Linked DNA regions of Mus musculus: region 2 is linked to region 1. The links are chromatin contacts, called in public HiChIP or PLAC-seq maps. All regions are on one chromosome and are shown on one strand. Each heading gives the region's core, a stretch centred on a gene start, on an enhancer-like site or on the middle of the called end of the contact. The rest is flanking DNA. Distances are from core to core; before and after follow the strand shown. Region 1 holds the start of Adgrl3 (adhesion G protein-coupled receptor L3). Region 2 holds the start of Tecrl (trans-2,3-enoyl-CoA reductase-like).

What was found. HiChIP or PLAC-seq counts read pairs in DNA pulled down with a chosen protein or histone mark.
Region 2: an H3K4me3 HiChIP or PLAC-seq map of stem cell-derived neural progenitor cells shows a contact between it and region 1, with 7 times the contacts expected there. The contact joins the promoter of Tecrl here to the promoter of Adgrl3 in region 1. A contact is called at or near these places in 4 of 39 promoter capture datasets (the C10 cell line, hippocampal neurons, liver and 1 more) and 1 of 115 datasets of contacts at active chromatin or transcription factors (stem cell-derived neural progenitor cells).

Annotation. Positions count from the first base shown.
Region 1 is chr5:81,018,378-81,024,160 of GRCm38.p6, forward strand. It overlaps Adgrl3 (adhesion G protein-coupled receptor L3), which reads left to right and starts at 2,375. Exons shown (of 27, transcript NM_001359828.1): 1 at 2,375-2,968.
Region 2 is chr5:83,351,906-83,357,688 of GRCm38.p6, forward strand. It overlaps Tecrl (trans-2,3-enoyl-CoA reductase-like), which reads right to left and starts at 3,290. Exons shown (of 12, transcript NM_153801.3): 1 at 2,868-3,290. The coding sequence starts at 3,095.

The DNA of each region.
Region 1 (5,783 bases), core at 1,125-3,624:
CATAAAGTCCTTTGGTGGATACTTAGGATCCAAACTGTAGCAGAGAAGATAATGGCTATGGTGTGTGTAGCATATACCATATGTTACAAAGGCTTTTTCTCACCTTGGGATAGCTAAGAAAGGGGTTCTTTAGAAAATCTGGTGGGGGGGGAGGGTAGGGGGGACTTTTGGGATAGCATTGGAAATGTAATTGAGGAAAATACGTAATAAAAAAATAAAAAGAAAAAAAAGAAAATCTGGCATGTGAGTTGAGCTTTGAAGAATGAAAGAAATTCATTCTTGTGTCAGGGATGATCAGATAATTACGATGATGGTTAGCTTTACAGATCTGCTGGGGTTGTAGTTTCCAACTTGCAAATTCCCACAGGCCAGGAGATCATTATGACACTATACTGCCTCACTATACAGCCTCATTCAACTTGGGAGACCTGAATAGGAATGTGATGTACCTGTTGGTTTCATACAATAAATCCTAGTCACTAGACTATGCTTATATAGAAACTACATCCACAGTCCTTGAAGCGATAAAATGTTATAGGAGAGAAGCGGGGGGGGGGAGGGGGGGAGGAAGGAAGGAAGAAAGAAAGACATTTTTTAACAATTTCATTTACAAAAGCATCCCAAAGAGGTACAATTAGTTGATGAAGGTCACGTGGGCAAACTTTATCACAGCAGAAGGCATGGAGATAGAACCAAGACAGTTTTCTATATCCTTCATGGTAATTTTTATTGTAGTGAAATCAAAATCATTGAGTCTCTAGGTCCTATCTTTTCGTAGAAAGGTGTGCTTTCAATTTTGCAATGAACTTGTACATTGAGGTAAGTTTCAAGAAACATAAAATGGACTCAAAGCAGGCAATGCTTTAGAAGTCAGCACCCGCATAAAGAACACGTGGAGTAATCTGCACCTGAAAAAAAAAAAAAAGACACTGGCAGAACTCCCAGCCTGGTACCTCATTCACCTAGAGCAGAAGAGTGGGGGAGGAGGAGAACGGGAGGGAGGAAGGGAGAGTGAAGAGATTGAGTGGAGAGAGGGGGGGGGGCTAGAGATGAGTGGAAATGGAGAGCAGAGAAGAGAGAGAGAGAGAGAGAGAGAGAGAGAGAGAGAGAGAGAGAGAGAGAGAGAGAGAGAGAGAGAGAGATGCTCCTATCCAGGAGAGAGATACCCTTTGTCTGACAAACCCTGCAAGGGAAGCCTCCCTTAGCCGCCCCACGGTTCCCACCTCCAAGATTCTGCGGAGCGGCTAGGTGGAGCCCGCGCCCGCGGAGCCCTCGCGGACTCCAGATCCGGGTTTTGCCGGCCGCCCCTTTCCCGGCCTTGGAGCCCCCCTCCCTGGTCCTGGGAGCTCTCTCGCCCCGTCACCCCGCCAGAGGCTCACTCGGGCCTCGGCTGCGTTGGCCGCTGCGCTCACGCTGCCTGTCTGCGGGCGCGACCGCCCCCTCCGCCCGCTCGGCCCGCAGCGCTCGCTCCAGTTCCCAGGAGCGGGGATGCAGATGGCACGGCCGGGCCAGGAGGGCGACGCCGCCACCGCTGCCGCCGCCGCCGCTGCTGGCATCTCGCGGACTGCGCGCTGCCTCCGCTCCCGCAGCTGCTACTGCTGCTGCTGCCGCCGCCACCGCCTGTGACTCGCCCCCCCCCCTCCCCTTTCTTTCTTCTCGCTCTCTCTTTTATTTATTTATTTATTTCGTTGGCCTCAGTCTTCTCCCTCCGGGTGTGCGCGCGCGGGCTGCACGGTGTGCTGGGGCAGGAGCTCGCCCCTGTGTGTGCGCGCGAGGGGAAGAGCGTGTGCGTGTCTGGAGGGCGCCCCGAGCCTCAGTGGCTCCGGTGGGGAGTCCAGAAGAGAAAAAAATAAAATTAAATAAAATTAAAAAAAAAAAAAAAAGAGGACCGAAGCCGGCGGCCGAGGAGGAGGTTGGCGGTGACGGCATCGGCTCAGACCCCGGGCCGGGCGATGAAGCTCCCGCATGCCCGAAGCTACCCGGCCTGGCCGGCGAGCTGATAGGCGACCACCGGAGCTCGGGGCTCGCCCCCCGCGGCAGGCACGCAACCCTCGGCGACCCGGCGCCCGCTCTGCCCGCGCGTCCACGCCGTGCACCCGGCAAGGAGTTTGCGCGGCTCGCGCCTGGGCTCTCGGAGCGGGTTGCGGGCGGCAGAGCGGACCCTCTGCTGCCGGAGCACCTCGGGGGCAGCAGGAGGAGGACGGCGAGGAGGACTGGGCGGAGAAGCCACTACTGGTCCTCGCCGCTGCCCCTACCTATCCCCTCCCTCTCGCTCGGAGGCGGAAAGGGGAGGACGAGGAAGAAGAAGAAAAAGAAAGAGAAGGGGGGTGGGGTGGGAGAACTGGATATAAAGATCGGCTGCGGGGGGGGGGATGGTGGAAGATTTTTGGTCTCCTCAGCAGCTGCTTTTCTTGCGGCGGCGGCGGCGGCGGCGGCTGCAGGAGGAGGGAAAGCAGCTCTGGTTATGACTGCCGCATGTTAATAGCTCCCGCTTGGGTCCACCGGCTGCAGCGAGAGACACAGCCTGACTCCGAAGTTGTGCAACTGTGCCCTGAGAGAGACATTTGAACCCTCCTTCTCTTTGCTCCGCTTTTGCCCCCCTGGGGCGTGTGAAGCGAGGAAACGTAAAGGAAGACTAGCATTGGCTTTCCCGGCTTCCCCTTTCTCCATGGCTGTGTAGAAGAAGAAAGGAAAAGAGACACTTTTTGTTGTTTCTTTGACTGGGGTCTCCACCCTCCTGTCGTCTCTGCGGTTTGATCAGTCGTTGCTTGGTGTGACTGGGGTGTCTACAGTGGGACAGGTCCATCTTTTTTCTGTTTTCTTTTTCTTTCTTCTTCTTTTTTTATTTCTTCTTTTTTTGTGTGTGTGTGTGCCCCGGGGCTCAATGGATGGATTGTGGAAAACTGCACCGGGTTGCAGGTTGTTGAGCAACTGATGGGACCATCTCAGGGACCGGCGGTTACGAAAGGTAATTTATTCTTTGCACTCTTCATAATTGTGGTCGCCCTGGTCGGGCGCAGGCGGCGGCATCCGATGGGCTGGCAACCGAGGGGGTGCGGGGTTCACGTACACTCACCCTTCCACTCACACATTCGCCTTCGCACACTCGCCCTCATGCGCACACTCATCTGATCGTGATGCGGGGCGGGAAGGGAGCCTCCTGGCTGGTGGGCGCTGGGGTTTGGCATGGGTTCGAGGTTTTATCAGCTACTGGGCGATTAGGTGCCAGAGGGAGATATAGAGGAGAAGAGAACCAGCGCACTGTCAGTCGCACACGCCGGGTGACAAGAACGAATCCCACCCCGCGCATTTTCCCTGCCCTGTCACCCCAATGCCGTCCTTTAGTAGGGGCAGAAAGCAGCCAAGGGGGCGCCTTTTCTCCGCTAGTCTGGAGCAACACTGGACGTGGGAACGGGTTGGAGGACGAACAGGGACCGGGTGAGGAGCGCAGTTCGGGGTGATGGCGAATGTGTGGTGGTGAGCCTGGTTGATCCTCCCTAGACGCCTGCCTTGGAACATCCAAGGTGGCTGAGATTGCCCAGGTCGCGCCCCTGAGAAGTGGAATCGGGTTGCCTCCAAAAATCTCTCTTGAGTATCTTCCAGCCGGGCAGTTTGATTTCGACCTGAGTGCCTAGGCTTTGTTGAGCGATTTAGCTAGAGAAAGCTGGTCAGTTTCGTGAGTGTCACGGGGTTGAGCTGTGCCAGGAGTGAGCACCCAGTGTGGAGAGGATGTTCAATGGGTCGGGCGTCCGCGGCGCCGGGGTGCGGTGGGCAGAGCAGTGGTGGCCCTGGTGGCGGGTTACAGGTAGGCGAGCTTGCACCTGGGTGCTTCTCTTGGGAGATGGGCAGTCTCTGGGCTCAAGTGGAGCGCGAGGACCAGCACTGGACAGCCTCTGGTTCTAGCCCAGAGGAGGCTGCTGGGCATGCGGGATATCCAGCAATGCAGCCCACTGTTTGGAAGGGTAGTTGACCAGTGGTCGGCGTGCGTGGTATCTGTGTGTCTAGGATCCTGTGCGCTTAGGGTGGCGGGCAGACCTGTGCAGGGATAGGAGAGCTGAAGCTACTTAGGTCAAGCTTGTTCATAGAAATCGCTTGGGATCTGCTTAGCTGGAAAAGCTGGTTTGAGAAGGCCCAGAGGGCCCCCGGTGGGGTTGCGAGGAAGCCTGGCGGCAGGTTCCCTCTCCCCTAGAGATGCGTGCAATGTTTGGAGTTGCTGGTGCAGCGCTCCACCGTATCCCAGATTGGCCTTGATTAGACCTGCTAGAGCAGTCGCCTCTCGCAGATTTGCGGTAATCAAGTATAGCCCCCACAGAATCCTTGGTCTCCGGAATGATCTGGCCACATTCCTCGCCCGAACAGAAACGTGTGTTGCTTTTATCGATAGCCAGTGAGAGAGCAGTTGGGAGAACCGGAGGCTTGGGAGCCACCTCCCGAGTGTCTCCTCCCTGAGGCTCCCATGGCCCCAGACTGCAGTAGTTAGAGAACATTGTAAACAACAGTGTAAGCATCTTTGCCACTGTCTCCCTCAGAGCCGAACCTGCTGGTGGCTGTTGTGCTTACTTTCCTGGGTGGCTTACTCATTAGGAAGTGTAAGGCTGCTTGCACCTCTGATTTTACATCCTTGCAGCCAGCTGCCGGGGAAATGAGGAGACACATAGATTCTGGCAGGAAGGGAAAAAATGCCTTCTGTGTTTTGCTCCGAAGTAAATAGGAGGTCTGCTAATTTTAGAGTCATATGGTCTGTCTTCGCTAGTTAGAGAATGGTGTCGTAGAATCTGCAAGGAACCACTATAGTAATTTTTTTTTTTTTGCTTTTGCATTTGGACAGTCAGCTGCATTTGTCTATGAGATAACAGAGGTCAGGCAGCTCCCTAATTCATTTTTCAGTCTATAATGTACTCAGTGATCAGCAGTTCTCGCGCCCAATTTACCTGTATGCACATTACATGTAGAATTGCCCGTTGTTTTCCAGCCTCACGCAAAAGAGGATACCAGATCATTTGTGTAGGAAACAGGAGGATGTTTATGCTGAATTTCCTGTTAGCTTCGAGTTCTCTTCTGTTTTGCTTTGTGTTTTTCTCCCTTTAAGTAGTGAAGGGACGGGTAACAGATGTGCAGAGATAAACACTTCTTAATAAACTTAGGCTTGAAAGATAACTCTTTTTTTTTTGAAATGCAATAAGTAAAATACTTTGCACTACTGAGTCGTCTATTACTTCTGACTACTTTGATGTCTGTGCAAAATGGCTAGGTTCTAGTTTACTTTAAAAGAAAGAAAACACTTTGATTTAAGTGTAAGTTTTAAAGGTTCTGACCACAAAGGACAAGTACAGTATAATGAATTATTCACTCATGCCTAATTTTGATTAAATTATATTTTCTAAGACATTTATAGGAGATAAAGATATTTATAGAAGACAGTATACGTGACCACGACCCTTCTAAAACCACTTAGAATTATAGAATCTTGATTCCTATGTTTTTTTTTCCTTCTGATCTTTCTTGCGGCCAGGGGGGGGGGGGGTGTTGTGTGAAAGTTTCTTTACGTGGAACCATGTCTGAGGATTGTAGACTACTTCCTCTCCACTTTTGGCAGCTCTCACGGCAGTGATGTACAGTCTTTATCCTAGAAGATCCCGTCAGATCTGTTCTGTTTCCTAGCTGCATGTGTTCCGTTTCCTAGCAGTCATACATTCCACAGGTCCTGATGTCATTAGGCCTGCCTCTGTCAACTGGTTGCGCTGTCTTTAAGCAAAGGTGAATATGTCAAGAGCATTTGCATG
Region 2 (5,783 bases), core at 2,040-4,539, 2.3 Mb after region 1:
AAGGGATGAGTCATGACTCCCACGAGTATCTAGAGAGTTATTTGAAGGGTAGTTTCCGTTTATTTACTTGGAGATCTCTAGGGAAGCTAATTAGTGCAAGATCTGCACAGAACCCACTCCTGGTATTTGAAAATAATATTTTAAACTAAATATATAAAATATATCTTCAAATCATACATTTATCATAATAAAATAAATGTATTAGCCTTTTTTCTTAGTGTTTGTACAAACAAATACGTCTTTCCAAATCATGAGTATAATTAAAAGTAACTTTGTTCACATTATGTTTTAGGAATGGCCCTAAGATGTCTCATATATTATCAGCTTCAGATATGCTAAATTAGGCAGGTCTAATAAAAGATACAGCTACATAGAAGATGATGGAGACCATGATGATGATAGACAGATAGATGATAGGTTGTACCATATATATCTAATGAATTGGACAATGATGAATCAACAGAGATCAAAAGTCAATATGTTATTTTTTTTTAAGCTGAAGAACTACTGTAGAAATAAAATGGTTTTGGAGATAAACACATGTATCCTGAGAACATTTCTAATTGATTAATAATAGAACATGCCGTAACCCCACTGTGACATATTGGGATTCGGAGGTCTTTGCCACCACTGCTCTGGATTCTGCAGGTTCCACTTCTGAGAACTGAGGAATATAAAGGCCTGGGTGACTTAGACATAAATAGAATAAGACAAGAGAAACACAGAGAGTAAAAAGAGTAGGGTTTGAAAAGAGTAATAAAAGAAATGGAATCTCTATACTTTATACTCTATACTCTATACTTTTCAAGAGAAAGACAAAAAATATAAAACTAGCAAACAATATCAGCTGTCATGATTAAAACTTCAAACTAATTGAAATCATTAAAGAACAACCAAAAATGTACCTTTACCCATATCTTGTTTCTTTCATGCATCTTCATCGTGATGGAATGAATCATTTTATGGCATAAAAGAAAACAAACAAGCAAGCAAACAAACAAACAAAAATAATCACAGAGCAACTCCTCCTAACAATGCAAAATCAGAGATTTAAATTAATATGCCTAAGTCTTATAGCATGTGTGTGGGCGTGGCAGCTTGTAGTAGGGGGCTGGCACAATATGCACTGTACTCTGGACTGACTTTACCATAAGGAAGAAAAGGAAAGAAAGAGAGAGAGAGAGAGAGAGAGAGAGAGAGAGAGAGAGAGAGAGAGAGAGAGAGAGAGAGAGAGAGAGAGAACGAAAGAAAGAAAGAAAGAAAGAAAGAAAGAAAGAAAGAAAGAAAGAAAGAAAGAAAGAAAGAAAGAAAGAAAGAAAGAAAGAAAGAAAGAACGAACAGTGGAGCAATTGGGTATAAAAGAAGAGAGGAATGAAAGAAAATAAGAAATAGGGTCATGAGGAGTTCAAAGTAAACCCCTTACTAAAATGTTATTTCTATAAAATAATACAACTCAGATGTGAGCACCAGGATTTTACAGTTAAAATTCCTAAGACAGTAGCTTTCTGATATTTCCTATTTAATTGAATTAATATCTATGAAACTGAAAGGTATTCTCATTTCTTCAAGGACAATATCAGATATGAGAATAATAATTAACAAGTGTTTACATTTCTTATTTTAATGTAACAGTTCTTCAACTCTCTGCTACTTGTTAATTGCGTAATTACCTCTTCTGAACTTTTTATCCTTTCAGACATTTAATAGGAAAATGTTGCAAATGTCAGCTGTTTCTGAGAAGACTTAAAATTTATAACCATTTTCTATTTCTGAAAGCAATGTTGGAAAAAAAATCAAAGAAAAGACTTTTGTATTAAACAGAAACAGATTATATGGAACCTATATATCAAATATTCTTTAACATAAAACATATTTCTCACTTACAGAAATATAGATTTATAAGATTTCCAACTATATACAAGTTGATGATTAGAATGTCCTTAGTGTTACTTGTGACCTGCACTAAAATATAGCATTTTAATGTTTTTTAACCTAAAAGTAAATCATTATGTTTAAGTTGTAAATTACTGCCATTACAGTTAGTAAATTTGAACATATATAATGTTTTTGACAGTTATGAAGAGCAGTGAACAGTACTATTACCTAGCAATCCACCTGCAGTATGCTTACATAGAATAAGTGATTGGATATTTTGTTTATACAAAAAACATTCAATAGTGTTTCTATAAAACAAAATACATAACTTTTTTGAAAATATCAATGCTGTAATGAATTGAAGTTGCTGCCTTTTCAAATAGATGAAAAACATTTTGGTGTATGATACATGCCCTTAAATCTTCAATAAACACATTTTCATACTTCATTTTTTTTCTGATCTAAGATATACAGATTACAGCATTCTTCTTGAAACATCTGTGCCTACAGATGCAGAAAGAGGGGACATTTAAAAAGCTGTATTCTTTAAGACTTTAAAGACTGCTCTTTAAAAAGGTAAAAGCTTTAGAAAAGTAAACAACAAAAACAATATACTAAAATATATTAAACGTTTACAATCTGGACACATACTAAATACTTTTAACTTTTATTGCTTTTATTTTCTATTTTCTACAAGCACTTGTAAAATGGTGTACATTTTATTGCTATAAAAGCATGAAAAGAAAAAATTTTGATGCAATCTGTGTTTTATTATAAATGTTTTTACTTAGGGATTATAGGCAATACAGCAGAAATTGAAATGATTATTTATGGTAAATATGAAAATGAAGCAAAAGTATATAAGGCAACTTCTTCACTCAAGAACTAAGTTTGATGATTAGTAATGCATTTAGCAAAGTCCTGTCATTTAATTTTGAAGTTAGTAATTTTGAGCCTAACATGAAACATTTAAGAAGATAAATAAAGCTTACCTTATCCACAATACATATTTGTTTTCTTGTATGAGCATCCAGTATTTCGATCTCAAAGTGAGTCGTTTTTGAATGTTTGACTGCTGTAGTAGTTTTGAGCGGGCCTGCTGAGAGTACAAGTTGTGACAAAGAGTGGAAATTTCTCGCATTATTCTTCATTGTGGACTGTGGCAGTCCCTGGAATAACAATTCCCTCTTGCGTTCCAGGGACTTGTGCCTTTTGAACATTGTGTGAACTAGCAGGGGAATCTGGCATGTAAACAGGAGATACTTGCAAGAGTACTCCCTTTGTGCCTGTTAAACACTGCTGTGGACGCCCTGGAGGTCAAGTGGCATGCCATTCCAGCGGTCTAGTTTTATTTAGCAGGCTGGGAAACAATGACCGATCTGATTTCTATATATAACACTATTGAGAACTGCTGCAGAGTAGTACATTGCCTTCTGCATTTGAATTATTTCTTGCTTTCTCTTTTTATCTCTGTTACTTATGAGTACTCTTATCTGAAATTCCAAAGCAGAAAAGAACAGAGTGCTTTTATTATCTCCCAGTTCCGGATACAGTAATCTTCAAACCTATTACACACTGGTTCTCATTCATACATAATATACTCCAGCAGGGTGACACCATATAGGGTGAATCATAACGCTGCAAAATATTATATAAGACAGTTAAATTGAGTCTATAGTTAAAGTCATAAGATACACATAAAGTCAGCTATAGGATGAGTTTCATTTAGTGACAGAATTAGAAACTTAGCCCAGAATGAGAAAGATTGAACGTTCATAGAGAAAAAACCTGGCAGGCAGCATATATTGTAACCATGTAACCACATAAAAGGCAAACTGGAATACATTTGAAAAATACTCTTTAAAAATGTAAACATTATATAGCATATAATATATATATATATATATATATATATATAAACACATATATACTCATATGTATAAGGTATATGGATCTATCTATCTATCTATCTATCTCTATATATATCTAATTATAAGATATATAAAGAAACACAGATATATATGTATATATATATGTATATATAATTATATATACCTATGTAGGTCTATTTCTCTCACACTCTCTCCATATATATATACACACACATATGTGTGTGTGCATAGATAGATAGATAGATAGATAGATAGATAGATAGATAGATAGATAGAGAGAGATAGAGAGAGAGATAGAGAGACAGACAGACAGACAGACAGACAGACAGATAGATAGATAGATAGATAGACAGATAGAGAGATAGATAGAGAAAATTCTGTGTTTACCCTGAATTATTGTTTGAACAAAAAACTCAGAAATTTGACTAACAAGACATTATCAATGATAATTATCAGTTTGGAAAGGAAATTAAATTAGAAGAAACTTCACAAACAGTAAATTTTAAAACTATTCACGATAAACTCAAGCCAGAGAGAAGACCCCGTGAGTAAAGGACCTTACAAGCAAGTCTGATGAGCTGATTAGGGCTCCGGGTTCCACAAGGTGAACTGAGTAAACTAAGCTTGCAAATTGTCCTCTGACAACCATAGGCATCTCAACACCCAACACACACACACACACACACACACACACACACACACACACACACACACCCACACACCCAACACACACACACACACACACACACACCCAACACACACACACACACACACACACACACCCAACACACACACACACATACACACACACACACACACACACACACACACACACAGACAAACTGTAATTTGTTTTTTGTTTTTGTTTTTTTTTTGTTTTTTTTTTTGAGACAGGGTTTCTCTGTGTAGCCCTGTCTGTCCTGGAACTCACATTGTAGACTAGGATGGCCTTGAACTCAGAAATCTGCCTGCCTCTGCCTCCTGAGTGCTGGGATTAAAGGCGTGCGCCACCATGCCCGGCCACAAACTATAATTTAAAGATTACAAAAACCACAATACACTCATCTCAAAGTTTGTGTAAAATGATCTCAAAAATGTAAAATATGACATAACCCACTCAGCAATATATTATCTATAATATCAATAATGATTAAAGAAAGGGAAAATGATAGGGAAAGTTATAGCTTAAATCTTGAAAATTTTATATATTAATCTGTGATAATTACTTGTTTAAAATATGAGAAAATAAAAACATTTTGCAGCTAATTTTTATCATATATGGATGAAGTAATTATTTAAAATAAAGTGCCTTTGGTTTTTCTTAGTTGATTTATAACATTGATACTTCAATTAACAATGACTCATTACATTCATAACACCAGCAAATTAATAAAATTTGCAGCCATACTGGAAACTGATAAAATAATCAGTGATGAACCAGAATCTTCATTGTAATGAAATATAGTTATAATAAAATGTAAATGAATTTTCAAAAGGAATATCATTTTTCTGGTCTCATCATTTTTTGTCTTCTTTAACAACAGCAAGAAAAAAAAACCAATTATTTCCTTACTTCAAAAACAAAATCATTTGGGTTCACTTTTTATTAATCTGTGTTTATATTTATGCATATATATATGTGCCTGCTTGTTTGCATGTACAACACGACAAGTGCCCACAGATGTCAGAAGATGTCAGAATATGGTTTGGATCTTCTGTGTGTGGAGATTTTGGCAAGTGTCAATCACTTAAGATGCTAATTAAACTAAGGTCCTCTGCCAGTGCAGGGAGTTGTCTAAACTGCCTATCTGTCTCTCCAGCACTTCATTAGTTCAGTTCATAAAATAATCAAACTTTGTAGAACAATGTTAATATATAAAAACAAATTAGCATTATTTTATAATTTTAGTTTAGCTTGTAGTTATGACGTTTGGATGTGAATGGTTATCAATATTTGTGTACACATAAGCAGAATACCACATAGGCTAGAATAAGAGACAGACCTTGAGAAGACAG